Linked DNA regions of Pan troglodytes: regions 2 and 3 are each linked to region 1. A link is a contact called in public Hi-C data. All regions are on one chromosome and are shown on one strand. The core of a region is the stretch at or near the end of the contact, and the rest is flanking DNA. Distances in the headings are between cores, read along the strand shown. Region 1 overlaps AFG1L (AFG1 like ATPase). Region 2 has its middle 45 kb from the start of OSTM1. Region 3 holds the start of SNX3 (sorting nexin 3).

The links. A called contact is a pair of places that touch in the nucleus more often than the background predicts.
Region 2: a Hi-C map of stem cell-derived neural progenitor cells shows a contact between it and region 1, with 8 times the contacts expected there. The contact joins two enhancer-like sites. A contact is called at or near these places in 4 of 7 Hi-C or Micro-C datasets (blood, induced pluripotent stem cells and stem cell-derived neural progenitor cells), 1 of 1 datasets of contacts at active chromatin or transcription factors (stem cell-derived excitatory neurons) and 1 of 1 other capture datasets (stem cell-derived neural stem cells).
Region 3: a contact with region 1 is called in a Hi-C map of stem cell-derived neural progenitor cells, with 2.4 times the contacts expected there. The contact joins the promoter of SNX3 here to the enhancer-like site in region 1. A contact is called at or near these places in 1 of 7 Hi-C or Micro-C datasets (stem cell-derived neural progenitor cells) and 1 of 1 datasets of contacts at active chromatin or transcription factors (stem cell-derived excitatory neurons).

What each region holds. Positions count from the first base shown.
Region 1 is chr5:120,438,536-120,443,273 of NHGRI_mPanTro3-v2.0_pri, reverse strand. It overlaps AFG1L (AFG1 like ATPase), which reads right to left. Exons shown (of 16, transcript XR_010158135.1): 13 at 4,454-4,578; 14 at 3,312-3,574; 15 at 913-1,051; 16 at 1-233. Among named protein-coding and RNA genes, the nearest start is that of FOXO3, 35 kb to the left of the region's middle. Within about 2 kb of position 1,858, at least 4 of the 24 cell types and tissues checked have an H3K27ac peak or open chromatin away from gene starts, as enhancers often do. A contact at or near this core is called in stem cell-derived neural progenitor cells and stem cell-derived neural stem cells, where this site is marked.
Region 2 is chr5:120,028,615-120,033,352 of NHGRI_mPanTro3-v2.0_pri, reverse strand. No RefSeq gene overlaps it. Among named protein-coding and RNA genes, the nearest start is that of OSTM1, 45 kb to the right of the region's middle. Within about 2 kb of position 2,627, at least 8 of the 24 cell types and tissues checked have an H3K27ac peak or open chromatin away from gene starts, as enhancers often do. A contact at or near this core is called in stem cell-derived neural progenitor cells and stem cell-derived neural stem cells, where this site is marked.
Region 3 is chr5:120,169,515-120,174,252 of NHGRI_mPanTro3-v2.0_pri, reverse strand. SNX3 (sorting nexin 3) reads left to right here and starts at 2,099. Exons shown (of 4, transcript XM_001149032.7): 1 at 2,099-3,019. The coding sequence starts at 2,858.

The sequences.
Region 1 (4,738 bases), core at 609-3,108:
GACCACAAGATGGTGCCCTCTTTCTGGGAAATCTTTGATGTTCACCAAACAAGCAACAATTCATTTTCTGTATTAATCCTGAAAACATGGATTTGAATTTAACAATCTTCTCCAGCATCTCATTAAGCCAGACCCGTGTGCTCTTGGTGTCTAGCCATTTAATGCGTATCTTTTCCCTTCTGTTAGAAACCAGTGGGTTGGAATGTGTCTTCTGTTTTGCATTCCTCAAAAGGCTATAACACAAAGCAGAAAGTAGGATTTATGATCATAATCATTAGTATCAATAATAACTGATGTTCGTTTAATCCTTTGCCATTTGCAAAGCGCTTTTCACCAACAATCCTCATAGTAACTCTATGAAATGGGCATTATGATTCCCATTTATAAGATGACACAACTGAGGCTCAGAGCACTATCTTGGTCGAGGTCACAAAACAATAATTAGCAGAACTGAATTTTCCAATGCCAGATCTCAAGCCCTTCCCACTGCATCATTAGAGACCAGCAATCAACCACCGGGAACCCAGAAAGTACAGCCCTGAGACAGGAAAATTCTCGGGACGACATCCGGAAAGCCCCCTAGGCAAGCAGGTAAGACAGACTGATGGCTCCACACAGCACAGACGAAAGGCCAGTGGACAGGCATGTTTGACTGGACCAAATGACCAGCTAGGGCAACAGATGTGAGGGTCCTAGTGAGCTGCTGGACTGAGTCAGTAGACACTCGACAAGAGGGCAGATTTTAACATTTGTAATTTTCTGTTCCAGAAAAATGAACTGCTATATGCCAATAGGGAACATTCATCTTAATTCTGACTGTAAAAGAAGTTATAAACTCATTTCCAAAGAAAATCCTTTCCTACCAGCAAGTGACTTCTTTTGAGATTAGTAAATCTAATAAAGGTAACTTACAGACTTGCTGCAAGACAGATTCCCGTAACTGATCAGGAACCCAAATGTCAGGGACCCAGGCGCCCAATCCTTCTGCATGTTTTTAATCTCAGATAAAGCAGCCGTCAAGTGTAGGTTCAAGTTACTTGGACCAGCAATACTGTTTTCAGGACAGAGGCAATGAAATGGAAAATTTAATACGTTAGCACTTTGCTAATTTTATTGACTTCGGTTATATCTTAGCAATTCATTAATCTGTTTTAGCTGTTTTCTGTGTCTCAGCTTCCCTGTCTATAAAATGATTATAATGGCACCTATCTCATAAGACTGTTATATGGATCAAAAGAGTTTATTTATAAAGCACATAGAACCATGCCCAGGACACAGAAAACATCATGTGTTTCTTAAATAAATAAATGGATATAAGCACATCCACTTATTTTACAAGTGAAATTTTAATTTTTTTCAATATTCCAACTAATTTTAAAATTATGTCATTTGCACACTTATAAGTACAGGAAATATACTTTAAGAAGATAAAAGTATTGCCTTATTATTAAAATTTGAAGTCCCACTGAAAATGCATAAATTTGATTAAAATAATACTACAGTCTTTTTGGCCTCAGAAATAGGTTAAAAATTACTTAAGTCCATCCTGTTTTTCATCTCAGGATTAGTGATATCAGCAAATAAGCTCATACACTGCCTAAAGAAATATGAGAAGTGATAAGATTTTTCTTTTTCTTCTCTAAAGAAAGTTTTCCTTTTTCTCCGCTTGACCTCTGTTAAGTCTGGGAACTAGTCATCAGTTTGGAGAGCACCCTTGGCACATGATGTTTTCTCCTGACTCTAAAGACATCCCCCCCGTCTGTGTTTTGAATTGAGCAGGAGCTTTCCACAGCAGTACTCAGCTCAAACCTCTGTCTCAAAGTATACATTTAAAGCATTTCAAAAAAAGAGCATTTGCTGAGAGACTTCTATGGAGAAAGACTGGAATGCTGAGAATGTAATAGGGGCAGGGCTCAGAAGAAAGACATACAAAGTGAAATGTTGCTCTCCAATCTAGGGGTTGTTTTTCATGTTGGCATTACTTTTCTTTTAGTAGAGCTACCATACTGTTTCCTAGTGATGGCTATTCTTGAAGACTTGGGTTTTTTTCTTGCATGCTATTTTATGAAACCAACTTTGGAGATTTCCAGCCACCATGGAACTCCCTCCCCTCCAGAGATCCAGCCAAAGCCTTCTAGCCCCACTTTCTGCATAAACCCTTCTCCCAGCTCAAAGAGCCTCTTCCACTGCAGCCAATCCCAGCAGGCCCCTGGAACTGGGGAAGGAGATTGCGGATTGGGGGCACAGAAGTGGGCACATGCTCCAGTTACTTAGGTGGAGACTGAGCTACAGTTTTTTTCTCAGGGTTTAAGTTCTTTCGTACCAAAATGACATTATAGGGAAGCTACACTGAGAATTACATAGGCTTCTATGCGTTTGACCAGCACCCCAACTAACATTACGTGATTGTTTCAATGGAAAAATGAAACTTTATTCCCAATATCTGACCTCAGATGAACTTTTATAACATAACTTGACAGGGGGACTCTTCTACATACACTCACACTCAGGGACAGGTCTGTCTATCGGTCATACTGTCCATCTATCTGTCTGTCCATTCACATGATTTTTTTAAAAATTAAGATACAGAATAATTACCAAAGGAATGTGAAAAGTAAAAAGCTAAGATCTAAAGAATAAAGTTAAACATTTTATATTCACTGAGTTCAAATCAATGGTTCTGTTGTAAATTTATCTTCAACTTCATTCACTGAGTTAAATGAATCAATTTTTAAAACAATCTCTTTTTTTTAAATAGTAAGAGTAAGAGACAGTGTGGTATAAAATATAGTATATGAGTTTTGTAGTTGTAAACTGTGAATCTCAGGTCAAGCTACTTAACTTTCCCAAGACTCAGTTTTCTTATTTTTAAACAGGGGTTATAATATTCACTTTCTAAGACTATTTTTTTTAACTGAGCTAATGTAAATATATAGCATTCAATCCAGCACAAAGTGGTTATTTCCCATCCTTTCTCCCTATTACATAACCTCTTTGAAATTACTGTGTTTCACTTCAATAAAAATATCTTTAAACCACATTTCATTTATAGAAGGCTTGATTTAAACTCTTCTCTCGGCTTGGGTACTCATCCATCTACCTGCTTGCCTTAATTAGGTTAATATCTAAAAGAGACTATGTGATGGATTATTGACTAAGAAATTAAATAGGGCCATGCTGTGCCACACTACCCCTGCCAGGAGATGGCTAGAGTGGCCAAGATATAAAAAATAAAAATAATAATAAATAGAAAATAAATAGGTTCAAAGAGCTTACTTATGTTGACCATTGTATTCATTGGACTGACTCACCTATGCCTTACCTTCCCCCAAATGCTTAATTTTCACAAGATTTTGTGGATTTTATATTTTTTCTGTTTTTCACACTCATCCACAGCCGAAGATCCACTTTGTGACAATAGTTAGTAAAGCCAGGTTTTACTCAAAGAAGCAAAAGATGAGCTCAGTGAAGGACAAATCAGATTTCCTGTGAAGCAGGCTTGTCAGGCGTTCTTTCCTATTTCCTATTAGGTCCATCTCACGGCAGAGTTGGCGGCAAGGGCGGGGGCAGCATGCTGCAAGGAGAGCAAGTGTCTACAACAGTGGGAAGGAGCCTGCTGTCCACTGGGGTACGGCTGGCCTCATGTGAGCGGGAGTCTCCTCTGCTGTTGGAGTGCCTACGACTCTGACACCCACCCCCCCGCCCACACTCTCTCACTGGTCCCCATTCCTGGCTGCAGAGTTTGTAGCTCTGCCTGCAGATCTGCCTGTTGGCTGGAATTTGACACTTGCTCCTTATTTGATCCCATCATAATTTTCTATTTTTTTTTAGAAAACTTTGTGACCACTTGAGATCAAGTCCTGCCTACTAAACTTGATCTCAGGGTTAAAAACATATTCTTCCATTACGTAGAAATCTGAAGGCCTGGGAGATTTACTGTAATTCATAACCAAAAAAAAAACCACATATAAGCCCATATTCTAAAACATTATCCCTTTTAGTTTATATCAGATTGGAAAACTGTCTTTGTTTTGAATTGAAACATAGGGCATTCTTCCCCCATTATAAAAGATGTATTTCTAACATGCCACCACCATGCAGCCAAAGCTTGAAGGTATCCAGACGTCTTGCATTTACTTGTGCATTCAAGGTTCATTCAGGTGGTTTAATGTGAAGCTAAAATGTCTGGTCCTACATTCATCTTCAGGAATGAGATGATTTTAATTTCATGGTGCAGAAATAAGGCCAAATAAGAAAAAGCAGACCTAAAAAATGTTAAGTGTTTAACTTACTAATCCACTAGATCCTTGAGAGCAATTTTAGATTAAAATGGTCCAGAGGACAAAGTGCATAATTAATGATGAGGAAATGATTCCTTCAAGTCCCACAATAAGGAGTTCTGCCTGCGTTAACCATTTGTCTAGAGTTTTATTTATGCAAAAGTGGCAGTTACTTCTTGGTTCTGTCTCCTTCGTTCCAGTACTGTTCAGTCTGCATTTCCGTGAGTCGGGAAATTGTGCGCTGAAATGCAAAGATTTCCTCTTCTCCGGTAAACATGGAGAGTCCTTCTGCTGAATCCTGGTTATAAAACAAAGAAATTAAAATAAAGCTATCACAAATGAAAATTTACAGAACCTAAGTATAGGTTTAAAAAAACTTTTTAGGCTTACCGGTTTAGATTATGCCTTTTTTTATAACTTTTTTTTTCCATATACAATCTCTTAAATGAGACTAGAGA
Region 2 (4,738 bases), core at 1,378-3,877, 410 kb after region 1:
CTTTGCCCCTCTCCCCAGCCTCATTCTGCTCCAGCCACACGGGACTTCGTTCAGTTCCTCCATCAGGCCCACTTTCCTCCCTCGGGGTCTTTCCACCCTGGCATGGCTTTACAGAAGTGTTATGTGAGCAGGGGCTTGAATAATGCGTAGGTTTCCAAACAGAAAGTGATGGACAAGGGAGGTAGAGGAGTCTAAGTGGGGAGGAGCATACTGAGGAAGAGTAGCTGGGGAAGTTTCATAGAAAAGGCAAAACACCCGCTGTACATAACTGACAGTCAATAACTATTTGTTGAACGGAGCTGGGCTGAGAAAGCTAGAGATGGGCAGAAGCTGGAAGGAAAGGAGCTGGGGGAGTTGGGGGAGGAACACCTGCGTGAAGCCTCAGAAGCTAGAATCGCCTGAGGACAAAGATGATGGGGGCTGAAAGGTCAGCCATCCTTGAGTTGGGGCGGGGGCGGGGTTGAGGTCCTTTGGGCAAGTTCAGGGGTCAGACAGTGAGGTGTGGGAAGGTGGTGATATGTGGGATGGGATGGCCTGGCAGGTGAGAGAGCTGAATTCCAGTTGCAGCTCAGTGCCTGGCTTGGTGATCTTGGTCCAGTCACTTCTCTGGGCCCCAGGATTTGTGAGGATGATGGAGCAGATTATCTCTAACCCTTTCCTTTCCAGGTGAATCGTGCTCCTTAACAGTCAGGTGATGACAGAGTTGCAGGAACCAGGATGGATGCCAGGTGCTGGAAAAGAGGAGGAAATCTCAGGAGGCTAGAGACAGCCCAGGCCTCTGCAGCACCCGGGGCTGCGGAAAGAACTGGGGGCTGGAGGGAGAGACAGAGGGTGAAGTTCCTTCCAGGGGAGGAATGGGTGGGGGTGTCCACAGCCTGTGACTCATCAGTGTCCCACCAGGACCAGGTCAAACCCCAGCAGAATTCTCCAAGACAACCCAACTTTCTCTCATTCCTGCCCTGATCTCAAGTCCTCTTGCGGGGGGGTCAGGCCTGCCATCAGAGGAGAAGGCTGCTGTGGCCAGTAAAACTGAGGGCCAGGCTGGACGTTTTCAAAGAGTAAGCGGGGAGGGCAAAGAGCTGAAGGGGCTCTCAGGACTGTCCAAGTAACAGACCAAGCCCCTCACATAGGTTTTTTCTCTAGTGACCCCATTCTGCCCCATGGATGTCACTTGTTTTTTTCTTTTTCTTTTTTTTTTTTTTTTAGCTTTTGGGAAGGAGGAGCAAGGCGAGGGAGGTGGGAAGAGACTTTTTTTTTTTTTTTTCACATGAGCCCTCAGAATTACAGTTCACAAACTATTCAGTAAACTGACCGGCCTCAACCTCCCCTTCAACGGCCTAATCTAAGGGGTGGATCTATGTGTTTTGTTGCTTGTCAGAAACAATCGCTGCGCGGCCCATTACATTTACAGCACGTCGCCCTTTAATTGGTGTAACACGCTGAGGCCTGAAAGGAGGAGAGGCCCACAAAGGCGCCCGTGAATGAGCCTTGACTCACACAAAAACACTCTGCAGAAGTTCAGAGCTGGCCACTAACAAGGAGGTAGGGAGTTAGTTTGAAAAGAGGGTGAAGTTCAGAAATGTGTCACCTTGAGGAGCCTCCCATCAAAGCAATGGTCGCATTGACAAGCTGCAAAGAAAAAAAGTTAAACCTTCAGGGCTGCGGACTTGCCTGCTGGATTTATTCTTAAACTTGAGGAGGGGGGAAGGAGAGGGAGAGTCTTTCTTTTTCTTCTCCTCTTCTCCACCCTTGTCTCTCTGCGCCCCCCCCACCCCTATTTACTTCAGAGAGCCTTAAAGAAGTCCCAGCAAAGAAACATACCTCCCACCCCCCTGCTAAGATACACTTTTAAAAATAAACGTATAAAAAGTCAGGCTGAATGCCGCTGCCTGAGGCTGCTGCTGCTGATTTCAGCCTCTGTGGGAACAGCGATTTTTCCCTGCCCTCTAGTGTGTCCCCTGCCCATCTTCTGAGGCAACTCCTCTGGGCGGGGGGCGTTGCGGCCTAGGCCGGGGCGCCGTGCGGGCCTGGAGAACGTGTCCCCAGAGTCCGCCAGGGCCAGGGCGTGCGCGCAGGGTCCGTGTGGCAGAGGGGACCAGGTCGCGCGCCATTCGGAAGCATTTGGGAGAAGGGATCCGCCCCCGCGCCAGTCCAGCTCAGTGGGGTCTTGCGTGTGAGGGTCCTGCCCCATCCCAGGAAGGACTCAGTTTTCCCTCCTCCTGCCTGTAACACCAGGAAGACCCGACACCGGCCCACGCTTCGATTCCAATTGCGAAGTGAGACGTCTTTAAAAGAAGACACCACCGTGCCCGGGGTAGAGGTGGGGGACCGAGTCGCACCTCCCATTCCCCGGACTTCCACGGTGATGGACTCAACCCCTATAGCACACCTTCCTCGCTCCAGATGCCCGGAATCTCCCCAGTGCTGGTGGTGCTGCGGTAGACCTCCCTCGGTCCCCTTCCTGCACCCTGCCCCTCGCCTTCCTCGGTGGGGGGCGCCCTGCCACGCCTGCGCTGGGGTGGGCACCTCCGCGTCTCCTGCCCGATGCGCGCCCGGGCGCCCCGAGCCGCCCTCCTCCGCTCGCCCCCTCCCCGCCTTTGTCCCGCTATCGGACCCCCGCCCCTCGCGCTGCTCCTGTGAACCGGCTGCCCGGTGCGAAGGCGGGGGCACTTTTCAATGCAGCGCCGCAGCTCCCTCCAGATTTGTAATCCGCCAAAAAGCCGCTGATTGCCGCAATCGTTACTTTTCATTAAAAAAACTTAGAAGCAATTTGGGAGAACCCTTCTCAATGAATACATTTACCCCCGAACGGTCTTTATTCTCCGCCTCCACTTGATGAGTTTCTCTGGCACGAATCGGTTCTTACAGGCACAGAATGGGCAATCCCTTGATCCCCGTCAATTGTCATCCCGAGTCGGGGCCACTTTGACCGCCAATAGTGGGGAAGTCAGAGCTAATCCTCAGAAGGAATCACGGGAAAAGAAAAGCAACAATAACCAAGTCAAGCGTAAAAAATGAAAGAGAAATCTCTATTATCACTCACTACATTTCCCAGCTATGTACTGAAAAAATCAGCTCGCTTGTCATTCGAGTCAGACACCCGCACAAGAATATGAGGTCGTGGTGGGTTGGTAGACTCACACGACGTAAGGGACGATATTTGAGAGCGAAAGGCCTCTCTTCTGCCTCTGCCAAATCCCCCTCACATCCGCCATAACCATTAAATACAGACTGACTTTATTCTGTATGGGGAGGCCAGGGGTGGGTGGTGAGGGAGCCCCCAGCTGTGCCTGGATACAAAAAAAAAAAAAGAAAAGAAAGAAATCCCTGGAGAGAGGGGTGGGGGCGGGGTGTGGATGCGAAAGAAACGCGCCCCTAGCCGGTACCTCCCGCTCCGGGCCCCGCAGGCGGCTGGGCCTCGCCAGCCCGGGTTCAGCCGCCGCGCCGGCCGCCCCCTGCGCCCCCTGCCCACGGCCCCCGCAGCCCGGCGGGCGCACGGCCTCGGCGTCTGGGTCCTCGCGCGGGCGCAGGTGTGCAGGGCACGCTCGGACGGGCTCCGTGGGCCGCCGGCGAGGCAGGCGCAGCGGCTTGCCGGGCCGCGGAAGCCCGCGCGGTGAGACCCATGAGTGTGCACGCGTGGCTCCTTTCCACGCCGACACCTGCGATTATGGACGGGGGCCTCGATTCCTTTCTGCTACAGCCAAGTGAGGGCCAAAGTTATTTCTAAGAAGGCCGGGCAGAGCAGGTCGCTGGGCGGATTCCCGGCGCGGCCGCAGCATCTCCGGGAGGGGTCGCCTCAGAAGCCGCGCGCCCCTCTCTCCCTCCCTCCCTGTCTCATTCTCTCCCTCGCTCTCTCCCTCTCTCCCGGAGAGGAACTTCGAGGGCGGGAACTGCTCCGGCGCTCGTGGACTCGGGGGCGGCAGCCCGAGCCTCTCCTTGCACCGTGTCTGGGAGGGCCTGAAGCCCAAACTCCTCGGGCTGAGAAGGGTCCGGGGCCGCAAGGTGCACGCGCGGTCCTTGCTGTCAGCGGCCTTTCAGCGCTCTCGCGCTCTGCAGGCCAACTTGTGCTTCTGGGGTACTTTCATTTTCCAGGGGATGGGTCGAGAGAGCCTCCACCGGCCGGCCGCGGGGCGGTGGGGCAGGGCCGCGGGAGGCGCGGAGGCGGTTCCTTCTTCCCCTTGTCCGACCTCACCCGGCCCAGGAGATGCCGCTGCCCCCCGCGGCCGGGCTCCCGCCTCGCGCCTCAGCCTCTCGAGGCACCGGGCTGGGTGGGGGCAGTGCCCAGCTCCCGCCTCACCCCCAGGCACCCTCACCCCGGAAGCCCTCCGTGCCTCTCCCTTTGGGGAAACCTCTCTGGCCTGTCACCTCCCCTCTTCGCACCACACGCACATCACACACCGCTCACACATCACATGTGTACTATTACACACACTACATACCATTTAGACCAACGTTCACACGTTTGTGCTATACCAAGAAAAAACACATTTACACAGCAACAAGCTTATGTAGTCACATTTACACGACAGCTGGACTCACCTGCACACGCATACACAAACACACAAACACACACACACACATACTCCTGCGCACCCAGGCACAACCCTGCGCGTGCTTTTTGTACCAGCTTGCGCCCTTGGGTGCCCGCGGACTGGCTCCGTCCCGAATGGCAGATCAGGCGTGGGGAGGACTAGAGGGAGACAGCCTGGTGGGGGTCGAGGACTTTGGCCGTGGGACC
Region 3 (4,738 bases), core at 850-3,349, 270 kb after region 1:
CCCCACTGCAGGCATTTGTTCTGGCTGCCCACTGCTGCCCTGAGTGGTCGCCAAGGAATCAGACAGAAGCATTCTATGAGAATATTCCATGATTGCTTCGTTCAGGTGTCACCGATGACAACATAATACAGTAGTTCCTGGTCTCTTAGCTTGCATAGACTTCAATTCAGAGTCATTGATATGTATTTATTGAGCTTACATTTCTAATCATACCAGTCAAATTCCCATTTGGTCTGTTGCATTAGGAGACATGCCCAGCATTAATATCTAATGAGCTTGTCTGTCACTATCTGTCACATTATTCAGTTTTATTTGCCTCATAGCACCAATTATATTGGCAGGTGTATTATTTACTGAATTGTCTCCCTAAGATAGACTATATACTAGGCTATAAACCTGACTTATCTACCCTTTCATCTCTAGTACTTAGAATGAAAACATCTAGTAGGTCTTCAACAAATATTTGTTGAATTAATAAATGAATGTTGTTTTCTGGAAAATAATATACATTGTATTTAAGTAATGCCTTTTTTTTTTTTTTTTTTTGAGATGGAGTTTTGCTCTTGTTGCCCAGGCTGGAGTGCAATGGCACGATCTCGGCTCACCACAATCTCCGCCTCCCAGGTTCAAGCAATTCTCCTGCCTCAGCCTCCCGAGTAGCTGGGATTACAGGCATGCGCCATCACGCCCGGCTAATTTTGTATTTTTAGTATAGACGGGGTTTTTCCATGTTGGTCAGGCTGGTCTCAAACTCCCAACCTGAGGTGATCCGCCCGCCTCGGCCTCCCAGAGTACTGGGATTACAGGCGCAAGCCACCGCACCCGGCCAAGTAATTTCTTTTTATTCCAGTGTTTCTTAGTGTTATTAAGAATGGTTGCTGTTGGCCGGGCACGGTGGCTCACTTCTGTACTCCCAGCACTTTGGGAGGCTGAGGCGGGCGGATCAGCTGAGGTTAGGAGTTCGAGACCAGCCCGGCCAATAAGGTAAAACCCCGTTTCTACTGAAAATACACAAAAATTAGCTGGGTGTCATGGCGCACGCCTGTAATCCCAGCTACTCGGGAGGCTGAGGCAGGAGAATCGCTTGAATCCGAAAGGTGGAGATTGCAGTAAGACAAGATGCGCCACTGCACTCCAGCCTGAACGACACAGCGAGACTCCGTCTCAAAAAAAAAAAAAAAAAAAAAAAAAAAAAAAAAAAAAAAGCAAGAAACAAAAGAAATTTGCAGTTCAAGGGACAGATTAGTCCAAGCACAGTGGTTCATACCTGTCATCTCAGCACATATGGGAGGCCACGGCAGGAGGATCACTTTGATGCTGGGAGTTGGAGACCAGCCTGGGAATCACAGTGAGATCCCGTCTCCACAAATAATTATTAATAATTTAAAATCTAAAGAAAAGGGGGGCGGGGAAGATCAGGTTAAAGGAATTATAGTGTTAAACTTGACATATTAAAAAATGCAGAAATAGTTGTGAGGGATAACTCTCTGGGCAGAGATAGAAATGTACCGTATCTCAACATTTAAAATCTGCATTTCCCATTGGACCATAAGAGATGAACTAGGACCTAATTAATTGAGTTTTCTCCCCGTTTCTTTCTTTCTTTTTTTTGAGACAAAGTCTCACTCTATTGCCCAGGCTGGAGTGCAATGGCACGATCTCAGCTCACTGCAACCTCTGCCTCCCGGGTTCAAGCGATTCTCCTGCCTCAGCCTCCAGAGTAGCTGGGATTACAGGCGCGCACCACCACGCCCAGCTAATTTTGCATTTTTAAGTAGAGATGGGGTTTCACCATGTGGGCAAGGCTAGTCTCGAACTCCTGACCTCGTGATCCGCCCGCCTCGGCCTCCCAAAGTGCTGGGATTACAGGCATAAGCCACCGTGCCCGGCCTTCCTCCCCGTTTCTTAAAATGGCTCATGTGAGTTACATTTCCAGTCCTGTAGAGATACGTTTAATACTTCTCAAAAAAAAAAAAACTTATCAGGACTTCGTGAGAAATGAAAGTGGACACCCAAAGCAGCTTGCAGCCGGTCTACTGTTACTTTGTTTTAGCGGACCGACCTGTCTCCAAAATCGGTTTGACCATAATGCTAGGATTTAACTAGGGCTTTAGTTTTTATTTCACTCCCCCACTTCACTGGTTTCAACCTATCAATCCAGACGCGTGTCTGGTGCAACGCTCGGGTTTATGGCAAAATCATCTCAGGCATTTGCTTAACCTTCTCCAGAAAGGCATTTTCAGGGGTTCACAGTGAGACGGTGCACAGGTTGGCACAGAGTTAGTAGGGGCAGTTTTGTTTCGATTTGCGGGCAAATCTCTAAGATCTCTCCGTTTAACTTTCGCCCGCAATTCCCAAAGCCGCTAAAGCCGTTTCCGGCGCTCTACCCCGCCGCAGGCCGAGGCTGGCGCAGAGAGACAGGAAGCGCCGGCTCTGGGCGTCTGGGTCCTCGCCTTCTCGGCCGCAGCCCCGCGGCGGCGCGCTCGCGGTGCATTGTGGGCGCTGTAGTCCGGCCGGAACCTGTTTGCGACCCCGAGTCCCATGACACCGCTTCTCCTCACACCCCAGCCCGCAGTGCCCCTCCCCAGCCTCGGCCGGGCCTCCCGGGAGCCGGGCGTGGCGTTCCAGCTAGTGAGCCGTTTCTCCCCTGGGCTCGGAGGCGGAAGCTTGAGGGGCGCGGGGAGGAGCTTCGCGTGCGGGGTGAACGCTCGCTCTACGTGCTCGTTCTCTTCGCGACCGCTGCGCGCGAGCCCCGTGTCCCCACGGCGGGCAGCAGCGGCGGCGGCGGCGGCGGCTGAACGCGGAGGGGGCGGAGGGAGCGGAGGGAGCCCGCGGCGGCGGCAGCAGCTACAGCGAAATGGCGGAGACCGTGGCTGACACCAGGCGGCTGATCACCAAGCCGCAGAACCTGAATGACGCCTACGGACCCCCCAGCAACTTCCTCGAGATCGATGTGAGCAACCCGCAGACGGTGGGGGTCGGCCGGGGCCGCTTCACCACTTACGAAATCAGGGTCAAGGTGAGGCCGTCTCTCCCCTCTCCCAAGAAACCCCACCCGCTGGCTCTGGTCACCCCCACTCGACCCAGGAGTGGACCCCCGCGGGCAGCCACAGCCTCCCAGGCCGGGAGCCCCCTTGCAGAGGCGGGCCGGGGTCGTGAGCCAGGGCCCCTCTTCCTGTAGGGCTGGTGTGGGGGGCTGCAGAGCGAGCCCGGCGCACTGGCACTTGGAGAAGGTGCTCGAAGAGGAGGGCGTGGGTTGAGCGCCGCTTGCCCCTCCAGCAGCTGATCAGGGAATGACATTTGAGTTGGAAAGGGGTAGATCTTTCGAGAACACATCCCTTCGCTGGGAAGGGAAAGAGATGTTGACAGAGAAAAGGGGCTTGCGCAAAGTTAAAGCCTTTTCCCAGTTTTCTCTTCCTGGAGACTTCCCAGAGGTAGCAAGCCAACCCGGCTGCTCCAGGCCCTTCCCGAGCTGCTAAAGTAACCTGGGTTGTGCAGTCTTCTGAACGGGACTTAAGGAAAGTTCACAGAAGCCTGACAATTTTTGATAGGGCTGAGCCAGACCAGAAGGGTGATTGGACATGGTTGACTTCAGCATTTTGGGCCACCGCCTTGCCAAAGGCTGAGGTGTGGTGTCACCTACCTCATAATCCAGAACTACAGTTGCTTTAAGAAAAGGCTAGGGATCTTGCTCTCTTAATTCGAGATTTGCACTTAATTGAATAAAGAAATCAACAGAAATAAAATATACCTAATTTCATAACTAGTATTTGTTGGCAATAATTTAGATGATTTGAAAGATGTTAATTGAAAATAGTGCTTCACTTTCACTCTATAATTCAGGATTAAAGAATTTGCCCATGTATGGAAGCATCTTTAAAAATTAATTACATTAATTTAAAGATGACAGCAAATTATTAAAAGTTAAGTGTAAAGCGATTTTTCCTTTAATCAAAATTTATATGACAAGCTACTATTAACATTTAAGTGAAAAAATTTCTCATTAACTTACGCACTTTGTGTCGTGAAAAACACAAAAATAAAATTTACCATCCTAACCATTTTTAAGCGTACATACAGCTCAGTAGTATATTCACATTGTTGTGAAACTTAAGTATTTTTAAAAAATGATTCTTACGTAGTTAGCATTGATTTTAAAAAGTTAATCAAACTTTAAGATACGAAACGAATAGTTTAATGTTTCAAGCCACTGTTGTCTTCTTATGGATGTGTAAAATGTGGATCATAGGCCGGGCGCGGTGGCTCATGCCTGTAATCCCAGCACTTTGGGAGGCCGAGCTGGGCGGATCACCGAGGTCAGGAGTTCGACACCAGCCTGACTAGCATGGAGAAACCCCATCTCTACTAGAAATACAAAATTAGCCGGGTGTGGTGGCGCGTGCCTGTAATCCCAGCTACTCGGGAGGCTGAGGCCGGAGAATCTCTTGAACTGGGGAGGCAGAGGTTGCCGTGAGCCTAGATCGGGCCATTGCGCTCCAGCCTGGGCAACAAGAGCGAAATCCCTTCTCTAAATAAATAAATAAAAATTGAATCATAGGATATGTTGTCATAGGGAAACTGCAAAATCCAGACTTCAGTACACCTGGGGAACTACATTCACACATAAACCTAGTGGAAAAGTGAATGTTTTTCTAATTGTCTGTAATACATGACAGATGGTTCACTAAAAAGAACTTCCTCTTTTGCCCTATTCACTAGTATTTTCTTTTTTTTTCTT